3 separate regions of the Mus musculus genome follow, and regions 1 and 2 are each linked to region 3. A link is a contact called in public Hi-C and HiChIP or PLAC-seq data. All regions are on one chromosome and are shown on one strand. Each heading gives the region's core, a stretch centred on a gene start, on an enhancer-like site or on the middle of the called end of the contact. The rest is flanking DNA. Distances are from core to core; before and after follow the strand shown. Region 1 holds the start of Slc24a4 (solute carrier family 24 (sodium/potassium/calcium exchanger), member 4). Region 2 holds the start of Gon7 (GON7 subunit of KEOPS complex). Region 3 holds the start of Ppp4r3a (protein phosphatase 4 regulatory subunit 3A).

Region 1 (3,916 bases), core at 533-3,032, 1.0 Mb before region 3:
TAGAAACGAGCCACTCTCTAGCCTTCTACCCCCCCAAATCACAGTCTGGGTATTGAAAGAGAGTGATGTCTCTTTTTCTGTTTAAAAATTTAACCAGGTTTCACTTGTTTTTAACGTCGCTGTACCGATCTCTTAATGATCCCAAGATACTATGTTAATGGCCTCACTAACCACTCAAAAAAGATGCCCTCCTCCTGTGCCTCTGGCTAGGTTAACAACATTTATTTCACGGGGGGGGGGGGTGTCACCCCAAATGTTAACAGCACTAGTTCTGAAATATCTAGGCACTAAACATTCTTTAAAGGCTAAACACGAGCCCAAATCACCCCGAAATAAATATTTCATAAGTTTCTTCTCTTTCCCCACTCCGTCTGAAATTTGCATGTCTTAACAGACTCCCAGGTCGCCTTCTGCTTGGAGGAGCGTGGATCATGGCTATGCACGCCAGCCCTCCCTCTCCGTGGGGATTAAGCAGAGTTGAGTGAAGGGATGCTGGAACATGGCAGCAATCTCCCACGGGGACAGACTGCCCCCGCTCCGTTTAGGTTTGGGGAAGACCAAGCATTTGGATCAGAGCAGGTGCAAGGAGGAGAGCAGAGACTAAGCCTGAGAATTTGGGTCTCTGAGGGATGGAGCACAGCTTTGCAGAACAGAAAAGGGGGCTGCTCAGTTTCACACATCCTAAAGCGGGAGACTCTACCCCTGGGCTGCCATGAGTTGCCCATTACCCGCACACTCCAGGGACAGAGGTGGTGCAGGCTTTGATCCCAATAGCACACCTACAACTACGTCCGGAACCCCCAGGGAGCTTGAGCAGTTCGGCAGAACGTCGCCACAGTCCAGCTCGAGGCTCAGCACTCCTGGGTGAGCACTGCCCGCTGAGCGGGAAGGGAAAACCCTGGGGACCAATCTGACAGAGAAGAAGCTGGAGCTGTCAGAGCTCAAGCCCCCCAACTCCTCCAGCGGAAAACATCCTTTCCCACACCTACCCAAGCTTCCAAAGAGGCCGGAGGCACAGCACACCAGGGCCAGCACAGCGCACACGAAGCCAACTTGCTGCGGCAGCATCTCTCGCCTCCGGCGAACTTTGCTCTGCCGGATGAGTCCACGGAGAGCCATCTCCGTACGCCCCGCGCCCCTGGAAGAAGATCCCGAGCTTCAAGGGTTGGAGCGCTGTCTGTGGCCCAGCGGCGTTGGGGCTGCAGCGGGGCGATGCGTAGCTCAGAGGCAAGGGGCTCTGGGAGATAGCTTCATGGTCCGCGAACAAGGCAGTCACGGGGAGATCGGATGGGAATACCAGAGGAGGGGGAGCAATGCACGGCCGGAGCTCAGAGTTCCGCGCGGGGCGTGCGCGCTGCTCGCACCATGACTCCGTGGCGAGGAGACGACGCCTGCACGGTGGCGCTGGCGGCCCTGCTTGTCGGCTTGGCGCAGTCCGGGCGCTTGGAGCCGCTACCTGCCCACTGCTCTTCAGCGCGCTCGGAGTCCGCCGGGAGCAATCAGTGCTTGGCGAGCGCCCCCGCGCCCCGCGCCGCCGCGCCCACTCGCAGCATCCTCCTCGTCCAAGTTTAGCCCCGGCCGCCCCGGCTGCCCGCCTGCGAGGCTCCTCTGCTTCTCTCGGAAAGCAGGGCCCTGGCAGCTAAGTGCGTGCAGAAGGACCGCGCGCAGCACTCTCAGAACTCAAGACCCTCTCGGCCAGTGGCCGCAGTTTGGGCCCTCCCGCGGGCGAACTGTCCCGGGAACTTTCTCTCTGGCTCTTAGGCGGCCAGAGCCTGTGTCTGCGAGGCCGTGGCGCCTCCCGCAAGCTGCTCTCGCCTCCCTACTCCTCCCCTCCCGCCTGCCCGCCTCTCATCCCCCCCCCCTCCCCTGCACGTGTACACCTCCCCTAGGGCGCTCGCCCAGTGCGCTTCTCCCTTCCCCCAAGAGAGGCTCAACTACTGACCAATATAATCCCCTTTCCTTGCCTCCCTCCAAACCCCTTCCTCTCTCTCTCTCTAACCCTACGGAGCCAAAATGAGTCCTCAGCTTCTTGTGATTGCTATAAGGTGGAACAGGTTATGGCATCACCAAGGACTCTCAGAACCAGGGTTTCTGTAGGGCTCTCACACGGGTCCTGGCTCCCCGAGACCCCCTACCCCCCGCAGCGACCCAAGGCGGTCACCACTACCACCCGGAGGTCTCCAATGCACAAGTAGCTTAATTGCTAGCTCAGTGCTAAGAAACAGGCTTGCACCAAGCCAACCGACGCCCGCCGGGACCAGTTCCTGCCAGGCTCTCTGGGTAACCTAGGGACCTGTGTGGCGGGGGCGCAACACCGACCTACGAAATGCTGGTAATCTGACAGAGGGAGAAACCCCGCAGTTCTGCGGCTCTGCTGCCAACAGTTGGGAGCTTTTGATGTTTTGCAACCTCACAGCTTCGCAAGGCTTTCTGGTTTGGGTTTGTTTTTCCACCTCTCTTACTTTCGGCTCTCTAGTGTAAGCCGCTTTTAAAATGTGGGCGCAGTGAAATTTCCGAAGAGCAGTGGAGGTGTCATCCAGACGCAAATAAGTGGAGGGGACCTCTATCAGGAAGGATCTCTAACTCAGACTTCCCTGTCGGTTTTCTATCCTGTGCTGATTTAGGGGTTAACTCCTCTTAAAACCATTTTTGGATCAAAGCCAACTGTGTTTAATTAAATAAATACATACCCGCCATTTGTGAGCTCTGTGCCAAGTGCCATCCAGCCAAGAAACAAAACAACAACAACAACAACAACAACAACAACAACGTGTATTAAGACCCAATGTCTGCTTTCAAGGAACCCTGAACTAAAGGGGGGCCTGTCCCTCAGATGCTAAGTGGGATTCTCAAAGTGTTTTGCTCTGAGCGCCAAACATTCCCTTGCTGCTCATTAGGCTACGGGGTGGTCCACAGCAGCCAAGTCATTGCCTGGGAGTATAGGAGACAGGCAGGTTGCACATTTAAATCTACTCTTAGACCTACTGAGCTAAAATGTGCATTTTTAACCAGATTCCCTAGAGATCTTGAGCATAGTCAAGTGTGAGGACTTCCCTTCTGGGGACTGTCCCAAATGCCTCCTCTAGCTGGCCACTACCAGCAAGGTTCCTTTGTACTTCTTAGGCAAGCAGAGGGACACAGGTAAGAAGTGCCCAGAAAGCTGGGGTGGGGGCGGGGTGGGGTGCCATTGTTTGCAGCATCTTCATTTCTTTTTTTTTTTTTAAGATTTATTTATTTTATGTATGTGAGTACACTGTTGCTGTCTTCAGACACTCCAGAAGAGGACGTCAGATCTCATTACAGATGGTTGTGAGCCACCATGTGGTTGCTGGGAATTGAACTCAGGACCTCTGGAAGAGCAGCCAGTGCTCTTAACCTCTGAGCCATCTCTCCAGCCCCAGCATCTTCATTTCTATACTGTTCAGTATGGTCCGTAGAATAGGTGAGTTTATTAAGTATAGGAAAAAAAAAAGAAAAAGAAAAAGAAAAAAGTAAAAGAACAGGCAGGCAGGCAAAGTGGGCAGGTAGATAAATAGCAAAACATGGCCAAATCTGAGATTTATAAACTGGAAACAGTTACAATTGGGCGAGTTGAGGCAGTCAACTGCAGTTCTCAGTTGAACTGTCTCCTCATGGCTGAGCTTTCTGATCTTGGTACCCGCTGCAGGCATTTTTATATTACGGGATAAATAGCACTACCATCAGTTGGAAAGGGGTGACCTTCCTCGGCTCTCAAGGACACAATGGCTTTATTCTTGGGCATGTTGCTCTTGTTCTCCCCACCCTCAGCCCCCACCCATCACAGAGTTGGATGAGATCATCCCTTTCCCAGATAAGGGATCTTGAGATAGAAACATGGTTGGTTCTGAAGTCGGGAATCACAGCAGCATCTCCAACTTCTCAGACAACTCAAACA
Region 2 (3,704 bases), core at 694-3,193, 1.7 Mb before region 3:
CTACATAGTGAGTTTCAGACCAATTAGAACCACTCAATCTGACTGTCTCAAAAAACAAAAACAAAATTCACCAGAAACAAGACTTTAAGCCAAGCATGGTGGTACACACTTGTAATACCAGCAGCACTTGGGAAGTGAAGATAGTCAAAAATTCAAGGCAGATCTGAGGGACATAAGATCCTACCCCCAATTTTAGTTAGTATTGTATAAAAATAAGTATATTAATAAAGAGCTTACATACAGACTTAGGATCTTTCTTTCTTTCTTCCAATGAAGGGGTGGGTGTGTGGTTTAATGGTCACAATGAAAAAGAGAAATAAAAAGGAAAGGACATGCCTGTTCCTTGGGAGGTTGAAGGAAAAAGTTTACTATAAAAGGAAGAGCTCGGAGGCAAGGACTTTTAGGAGAGTCCAGAGGCTAAAGATTCTGAACTGGGCCCTGGGAGAAGAGCAAGGAAGGGTAGGGGATAGGGATGGGGAGCCAGGTGCTACAGCCAGGAGACCCAAGAGAGCTGCATAAACAAAACGGCTGCATTATTTAGGGAAGGGAAGCTGGGGGAAGGGTAGCCCGGCTCCTGGGCTGGAGAAGTCTGGGAAAGTGGATTGGGTATGTCTGCCAGGAGAGTCCCGGAAGGGACAGAAGGGCAGGGAGAACCAGGAGGCCACCATCGGCTTTGATATGTTAAATAGGCACAACAGCAGAGTCCAGGGTTTGAAACCTAACAATGATCCTCCAAATTTAAATACCAGCGACCATGCTGTGACTACTTCTGGGATACAAGATTTATTCAACAATTTTACAGTGCAAACCCAACTTGGTCAACGAAGACAACTAGTATTATGACTTCAGTCCACGCCACACCATAACTCCAAGTCCCTTCACTCCTACCCCAGTCTCCCACTCCACCCATGGGCATAGTTAGCCTGTTTCCTTCCACCAATTCTCATCCTTGTTGTTAAGTTTCCTTCCTACCCACCCTTTTCCACGTTAGTACTTAAATGTACAGTATGCGTCACTAAACACTACATCTCAGCCCCTCAAACTCTCTCGTTCAAAAGGTCCCACAAATGCCAAACAGATCCTTTTCTCCTCTTGGCTTTCCAGTCCCCAGAGAGAGGGGATGTCACATAGCACATACACACGAAACTTCATTTAACCAGAAAGGGGGTGAGGTGGGGGCAGCTAGCAGTTAAACTAGACTACAGGAGTGTCCGGAAGCCGAACCTCACCGGAAGATTTTCAAAGCCGGCCCACTTTCCCTTTACTTTTCCCCATCTGGTCCCTAATTAAGATTCTTGGGCGGTGGGAGAAGTGGAGCGAAGAATATCTGGGTTTGAGAGATCACGAGAACAACCTCGTGAAAAGCAGGCCACCAAGAGGCGACAACTGGAGGACCGGAGCCTGCAGTGTACCATCAGCGGAACCGAGGGACAGCCCTGGTGGCGACAAGCTGAGGATGAAATGGCAGCCGGGCCGGGGCTGTAGAAGCACAGAGTAAAGGGCCGCCGTGAGTGGGCCCGGCCGCGGCCAGCGGGAAACAGACAGGACGGCGGGAGCAGCCGGGCCGCGCGCACCTGCGAGTAGGAGCACTTCTCCGAGTCGCTGCCGCCCAGGACGGCGCACGCCTCATTCTCCAACTCCTCGTCTTCCTCGAGCACGTCCACCAGCGACACCACGGGCTCCAGCTCCGCCTGGCACTCGGTGGGGCTCTCGGCTCCGGCCATCCTCAACTGTCACCGGGCTCCGCTGCGTGGGCCCAGGAGGAGGCGGGAAAAGTGGCCGCCGCCAGGGGCGTCGCGAGAAGGCGGGGCCCCGTGAGGAGGCGGAGCCCGAGCACCAGACAGCCAATCCTAAGGAAGGACACGGAAGAAAATGGGCGGGCCAATTTCGGGAAATCGGAAGTCATTCCTCCTCCTCCTCGCCTCTCCCGCCCGCCCCGGCCGCAGGCTGGCTTCCGCTTCCGGGTGGCGTTTCTCCGAGGCGCGCTGTTGAAGCTGAGTGGTCGCCATGGAGCTTTCGGGCGAGTACGTCGGTTGTGACGGGGAGCCGCAGCGGCTACGAGTGTCCTGTGAGGCGTCGGGAGACGCGGACCCTCTCCAGAGCCTGTCGGCGGGCGTGGTCCGGATGAAGGAGTTGGTAGCGGAGTTCTTCGGGACCCTAGTGGAGCAGGACGCGCAAGGCTTGGCGGAAGATCCGGACGACGCTTTGGATGGTGAGCGCGGGGGCGGGGCGCCGGGGGACACTGGCGGGACCGGGCAGTGTGAAGGGCAGGCTAGAGAAGGCGAGCCCCGGAGAAGAGGAGCAATCGCTTCTAAAAATCCTTAGAACTCGCTGCCCTCTTTGTCTGATATCCCACCGCCCCCCGTTTTTGCGACTTTTCCCACCAAAAAAAAAAAAAAAAACCGTGGCGAGCGTTGGACTAGGGACTGGTCAACGGACGAAGTCAGCTTGACTCCCTTGCAAAGAACGCAAAGGATTAAGATAGGCAGAGAAAGTGGCGGTCTGTAACCATTGCTAGCTGGCACGAAGACCCGAAAGGGCGGGAAGGTAGACCTGGTTGTTGAAAAACGGAAAGGAGTGAAATTAGAAACGAGAAAACGTGTTTGACAGAATGAGGAGAGCTTCGAATGACCGAGGCCCACTTTGTTTTAGGGAATCTTAACCCTCTCAGTTTTGTAGCTATTGTTTCGAAAGTAAAAGAGTTCTTTTTAGTTTAGCTTTTTGGTATTCTTAAATTAATTGATCGTTTCATTCATGTATTAATGCATTCAGGTCATGGTCTCTATCCCCCGCTGAACCCTTCTCGACAGGGCTCCTCGCCTTTCTTTCCGGCCTTTTTTTGTCACTGGATTTATTTAAGGATATTTGTATGATATTTACTGGAACTAGGGCAACACAGCAGTGACTAGACCACTGAAGAAAAACAATGACTCCCCCGCCCCCCATTAACCGCCAACCGCTCCTCTGAGAGGGGTGGCGCCTCATGAGCCCCCCCCTTCCTTGATGGAATGTTTACGTTGCCATCTTGTGCTGCCAGAGTTTAAGGGCTATATAATGTCCGAAAGCACTACAGCCCTTCCCGTCCTCTTACTTTCTCTCACCCCCTCTCCTGTTGTAGAAATTAACTGTTAATTTTGGTGGCTTGGGGTTTGTTTGCTTTTAAAGATGGATGTTTACCTGCATGCTTGTCTGTACACCTCTTATGTGCAGTGCCTTCGGAGGCCAGAAGAGGGCATCAAATCCCCTGGAACCAGAGTTACAGATAGTCAAGAGGGTGCCTCGTACATGCAGGGGAAAAGTAGGTGGTGCTCTTAACCACGGAGCCATCTCTCCAGCCCTAGCTCTGTTAATAGGAATAAAATTATTTTGTAGACATTGTCACCATGTAACGGTTAAACCAGCCTCGCTTTGGATTTGCAGAGACCTGCCAGACTCTGCCTCAGCAGTGCTGGAATTAAAGAAATATGCCACCACACTCCACTGTTGTTACATTTATTTCTAATCTTGAATTGAACACCAAGATAGATGTTTCATTGTTCTGAGCTAAGGAGTCAATTCTTCTGCAGAGGAGATTAAACTTCCGTATTCTTTATAATATAGTTATTGGCTGTCATTAAAAGGAACAATAAGGGGCTGGTGAGATGGCTCAGCAGTTAAGAGCACTGACTGCTCTTCCAAAGGTCCCAAGTTCAAATCCCAGCAAC
Region 3 (3,587 bases), core at 187-2,686:
ATTTCCCTCAGCAATGGACTGTGACCTAGAAGTATACGCCAAATAAATTATTTCCTCACAGTACTTGTTCCCAAACACAAGCTGGCAATTCTGAAATTCTGAGAAGTACAAATCCTGGTGTACCCTGATTCAAAGTCTCTAAAGGACACTTTATAGAGGAGAGGAAGACCCGGATCATAGCAATTTAGGAAAGCTCTGGAAGACACAAAATAGTTTGTAAATGATTTCCATCATCAGAATAAGCCAGGAGACAAAATACTGAGACTGGCTAGGTGTGTTCTATTGGGTTCTGTACTCCAGCAAAACAGTTTCAGAGGGATGAAAGCAACAGTTTCTTCTTTGATGGGTAAAGAGTCAAGGCAGATAAGAAACTATTCACTGTGTAAGCTCTGCTAGTCAGTCTCCAAGGGCCTTTAAAAAGGTGGTTCTCAACATGTGGGTCTCGATCCCTTGGCGGTCAAACACGGGACACAGCAGATATCCTGCATATTACAGTTACGAAGTAGCAACAAAATGATTTTATAGTGAGGGAGGGGTCACCACAACAAGAGAAACTGTGTTATAAAAGAGTCAGAGCATTTTAGGAAGGTTAGAAGCATTGCTATAAAATAATCAGCATAGAGGGCCATACTGCTAACCTGCTCTGCTTGGAGCTCATGGGCTCCATCTAGATGCTTGAAAGGATTGCATTCTGGTATTTAGAAACAGCAACTGCTTTGTTTTTACATGCTTCCGAGTTTTGTTGGTGAATGATTTCAGGTATGTCTTTGCGAGCACTTGTCTCTGGTGTGGGTTAAGAAAGATCCCAGCTTCTCGCATACGTTGCTTCAGCCAGTCAGAGCAACATTGTGAGGCTGTGTTTCAAAAAAAACAAAAAAACAAAGAATTTCATCTTATTCATACAGTACGGCATTTATCTTTGCAAGCCCTTCAAGATGTGTTTTGTTATTTTGTTTAAAAAAACAAACAAACCAGCCTAGGGCTACAGACGATCAGCTTTGATAACCGACAGAGAAAGGGAGATAACCGCTGATTATTGTGAGGTGAGTGCTCAGAATGATCCCGGGGAGCAGTGCCACGCGTGAACACCGCGTCGAGGGTTTTAGACTTGCCCGGCCATTGCGTGCCTCACTGCATCCCGCCAACCTCGCGGTCCAAACGGTCCTCTCTCAGAAACTTCTCTATTTCAGGCCAAGGGAAGAAGAGGAGGAGGAGGAGGAGGGCGGGGGGAGGACGAGGAGGACGCCAGCAGCCCGCGCCCCCAGGGCCGACTGCAAAGGTCCTCCCTAAAGCGTCCGGAGAAGGCTCGCACGGGAAAGGACGAGCTCCGGGATCAGAGTCCAGTCTGGCTCCAGAAGCCGCCAACAGACTCCACACCCCTTCCCCGCCCGGAGCCGAGGTGATGACGAATTCAAAGTGCGACGGACGCACACGCAGCCCGCGCTTGCACGACAGTACGCGCAGGGCAGCGCGAGGGAGTCCCGGTCCGTCACCGGCGCGACTCGCGTCCCGCCTCCTCCGCTCCCGCCACCCCCGCAGCTCCGCGCCCGCCTCGGTGCAAGGCCTCGGCCGGAGCGAAGCTGCCGGCTCCCGTCTTGTCGCTTTAAGTGGTGGGGCTTGCGGGCCGCCCCTGCCGCTACTGCCTAGGTGGCCCCGCGCGCCGCTTTTGAGGGGCGAGCCAAGATGGCGGCGGCTTTGGCTCTGTGAGGAAGACGGAAGAGGCGGCGGAGTAGGGAAGGCGGCTTCTAAGAAGAGCCAGGGGTTCTCGGGTGGCCAGAGGCGTTCGGAGTCTCCCGGGAAGTGCTACCTCACCGGCTTCGGATGCTTTAAGCGGGAGGAGCGGAGCGGGGCTTCCTGCTGCAGCGGCTGGGCCAGGTACAAGGGAGGAAAACATGGCGGCGGCGGCCTGAGGAGGCGGCGGCGCGGGAAAGCGGCTCTGCGGAGGTCATGGTGGAGGCCGGAGCGGGTCTGTGAACCGAGCCGCACCTCGTTGGAACGGCGGGCCGGTAGGCTGCGTAGTGCTGCGCGTTCCCTGTCGGGGCTGCTGGGCGGCCGCGCTCGCTCGGCCTGGACAATAGCGCCGGGGAGAAGGAGACGAGAGAAGGCGGCGGCCCGGGGCTCGGACCCGGGAGCGGGCCATGCGAGCGGCGGCGCAGCTCCGCGGCGGCCAGCGGTGGCACTGAGGTCCCGGAGTTCCCCGTTTGCGGCCGCCCGCCTTTTCTGGACACTGTCCCTGGGCCACTCGGGCGGGGCCCCCGGCCGGCACGATGACCGACACCCGACGGCGGGTGAAGGTCTACACGCTCAACGAGGACCGGCAGTGGGACGACCGGGGTACTGGCCATGTGTCCTCCGGCTACGTGGAGAGGCTGAAGGGCATGTCCCTGCTCGTCAGGGCGGAGAGCGACGGTAAGTGACCCTCACTGGCCCCTCTCAGAGCAGTGGCGCTCGGACTGGGACGGCGGGAGTGCGGACGGGAACGCCACGGGGTACCCAAGTCCGGTGGAGCTCGGTGGAGAGCATTCGGGGTGTCCATCCTTAACCCGAAAACCTTGTGGCGTTGGGATTTCGAGCAGAGCGGAGCACGTTGCGCCGTGCTGCCTTTCCAGTGCAGAAAGGTCGGAGACCTGAGATCCTCTTTCCCCGGTGGTTTTTGCACCGTCGTGACCTTGAGAAAGGCATTTAACGGAAACGATCTGCTCCCCCCCCCCCCACACACACACACCCCTTAGTTCACCAATCTGTAAAGCAGGCATAAAACCTTGCTTGGCGCTCGTAAAGTTCATAGCTGTTGCACACTTTGAGAAAGTTCTGTTCTGGTGGGATTGTTGTTGTTTTAAACCTTTTCCACCATATCTTTCAGATTTTAGGGTCTGCAATAAGGTCTATAAATCTGGCAGTTCCACCAGACAGAGAAAATGCTGCTTTGGCTTTCGAGGACACACATGTCTTGACCGGGGTTGGTTGTCTTTTTCACAAGAAAGGGAGATGATTATTATTGTTGTTATTGTTTTGTATTTTGAGACAGGGTTTCAGTATGTAGCCCAACTATCCTGGAGCTTGCTCTATAGACCAGGCTAGCCTTGAACTCAAAGCTTGCCTTCCTCTGCCTCTCCAGTGCTGGGATTAAAGTGCTGCCACACCTGGCTAAGAAAGAAAGACTTTGTAGGTCTTCTGTGGGAACTCGTGAACCTTTGGAACATTTTATTGCAAGCTTTTCTGATTGTTTAAGCGTATGGTCCTTAGTTGGTTGAGTTGGCTGGTGGGGAGAGGTATCTTTTAACACTTGAACAAGTCCTTCTGCTTTCACCTCAAGTCTATTGAAACAGTCTTCAGTGTTCAAAGATAAGGTTGTTTGAAATAACGGTTTCACGTTTTAAAATATTCCTTTCTTAAGGGTTTGCATTCTCTGAATTTCACTCTTGGAAGAAAATACATATTGGCCAAAACTTCAAATTGTTTTTGGAGCAGAAGTATAGTTACCTTGTTGCATTAATTTGCAGTTTTACAGTTGAGAACTATTTGTAGCTGTTTCATGTCTGAAATATTGCAAATTTATTTCAAAGATTTTTTTTTTTCCCCTCTTT

What was found. A called contact is a pair of places that touch in the nucleus more often than the background predicts. HiChIP or PLAC-seq counts read pairs in DNA pulled down with a chosen protein or histone mark.
Region 1: an H3K27ac HiChIP or PLAC-seq map of trophoblast stem cells shows a contact between it and region 3, with 5 times the contacts expected there. The contact joins the promoter of Slc24a4 here to the promoter of Ppp4r3a in region 3. A contact is called at or near these places in 1 of 39 promoter capture datasets (maxillary cranial neural crest) and 2 of 115 datasets of contacts at active chromatin or transcription factors (embryonic hindbrain and trophoblast stem cells).
Region 2: a contact with region 3 is called in a Hi-C map of B cells, with 8 read pairs. The contact joins the promoter of Gon7 here to the promoter of Ppp4r3a in region 3. A contact is called at or near these places in 4 of 39 promoter capture datasets (the C10 cell line, embryonic stem cells, liver and 1 more), 3 of 484 Hi-C or Micro-C datasets (B cells, LSK cells and muscle stem cells), 5 of 115 datasets of contacts at active chromatin or transcription factors (astrocytes, embryonic limb bud, embryonic stem cells and 2 more) and 3 of 9 other capture datasets (adipose tissue, liver and macrophages).

Annotation. Positions count from the first base shown.
Region 1 is chr12:102,126,593-102,130,508 of GRCm38.p6, reverse strand. Slc24a4 (solute carrier family 24 (sodium/potassium/calcium exchanger), member 4) reads right to left here and starts at 1,782. Exons shown (of 17, transcript NM_001362345.1): 1 at 990-1,782. The coding sequence starts at 1,119.
Region 2 is chr12:102,756,049-102,759,752 of GRCm38.p6, reverse strand. Gon7 (GON7 subunit of KEOPS complex) reads left to right here and starts at 1,943. Exons shown (of 2, transcript NM_001142938.1): 1 at 1,943-2,212. The coding sequence starts at 2,008. Gm20604 (predicted gene 20604) reads left to right here and starts at 1,943. Exons shown (of 2, transcript NM_001142939.1): 1 at 1,943-2,212. The coding sequence starts at 2,008. Ubr7 (ubiquitin protein ligase E3 component n-recognin 7 (putative)) reads right to left here and starts at 1,778. Exons shown (of 11, transcript NM_025666.2): 1 at 1,575-1,778. The coding sequence starts at 1,724.
Region 3 is chr12:101,081,551-101,085,137 of GRCm38.p6, reverse strand. It overlaps Ppp4r3a (protein phosphatase 4 regulatory subunit 3A), which reads left to right and starts at 1,436. Exons shown (of 15, transcript NM_211355.2): 1 at 1,436-2,409. The coding sequence starts at 2,268. It overlaps D130020L05Rik (RIKEN cDNA D130020L05 gene), which reads right to left and starts at 2,687. Exons shown (of 2, transcript NR_038050.1): 1 at 639-2,687.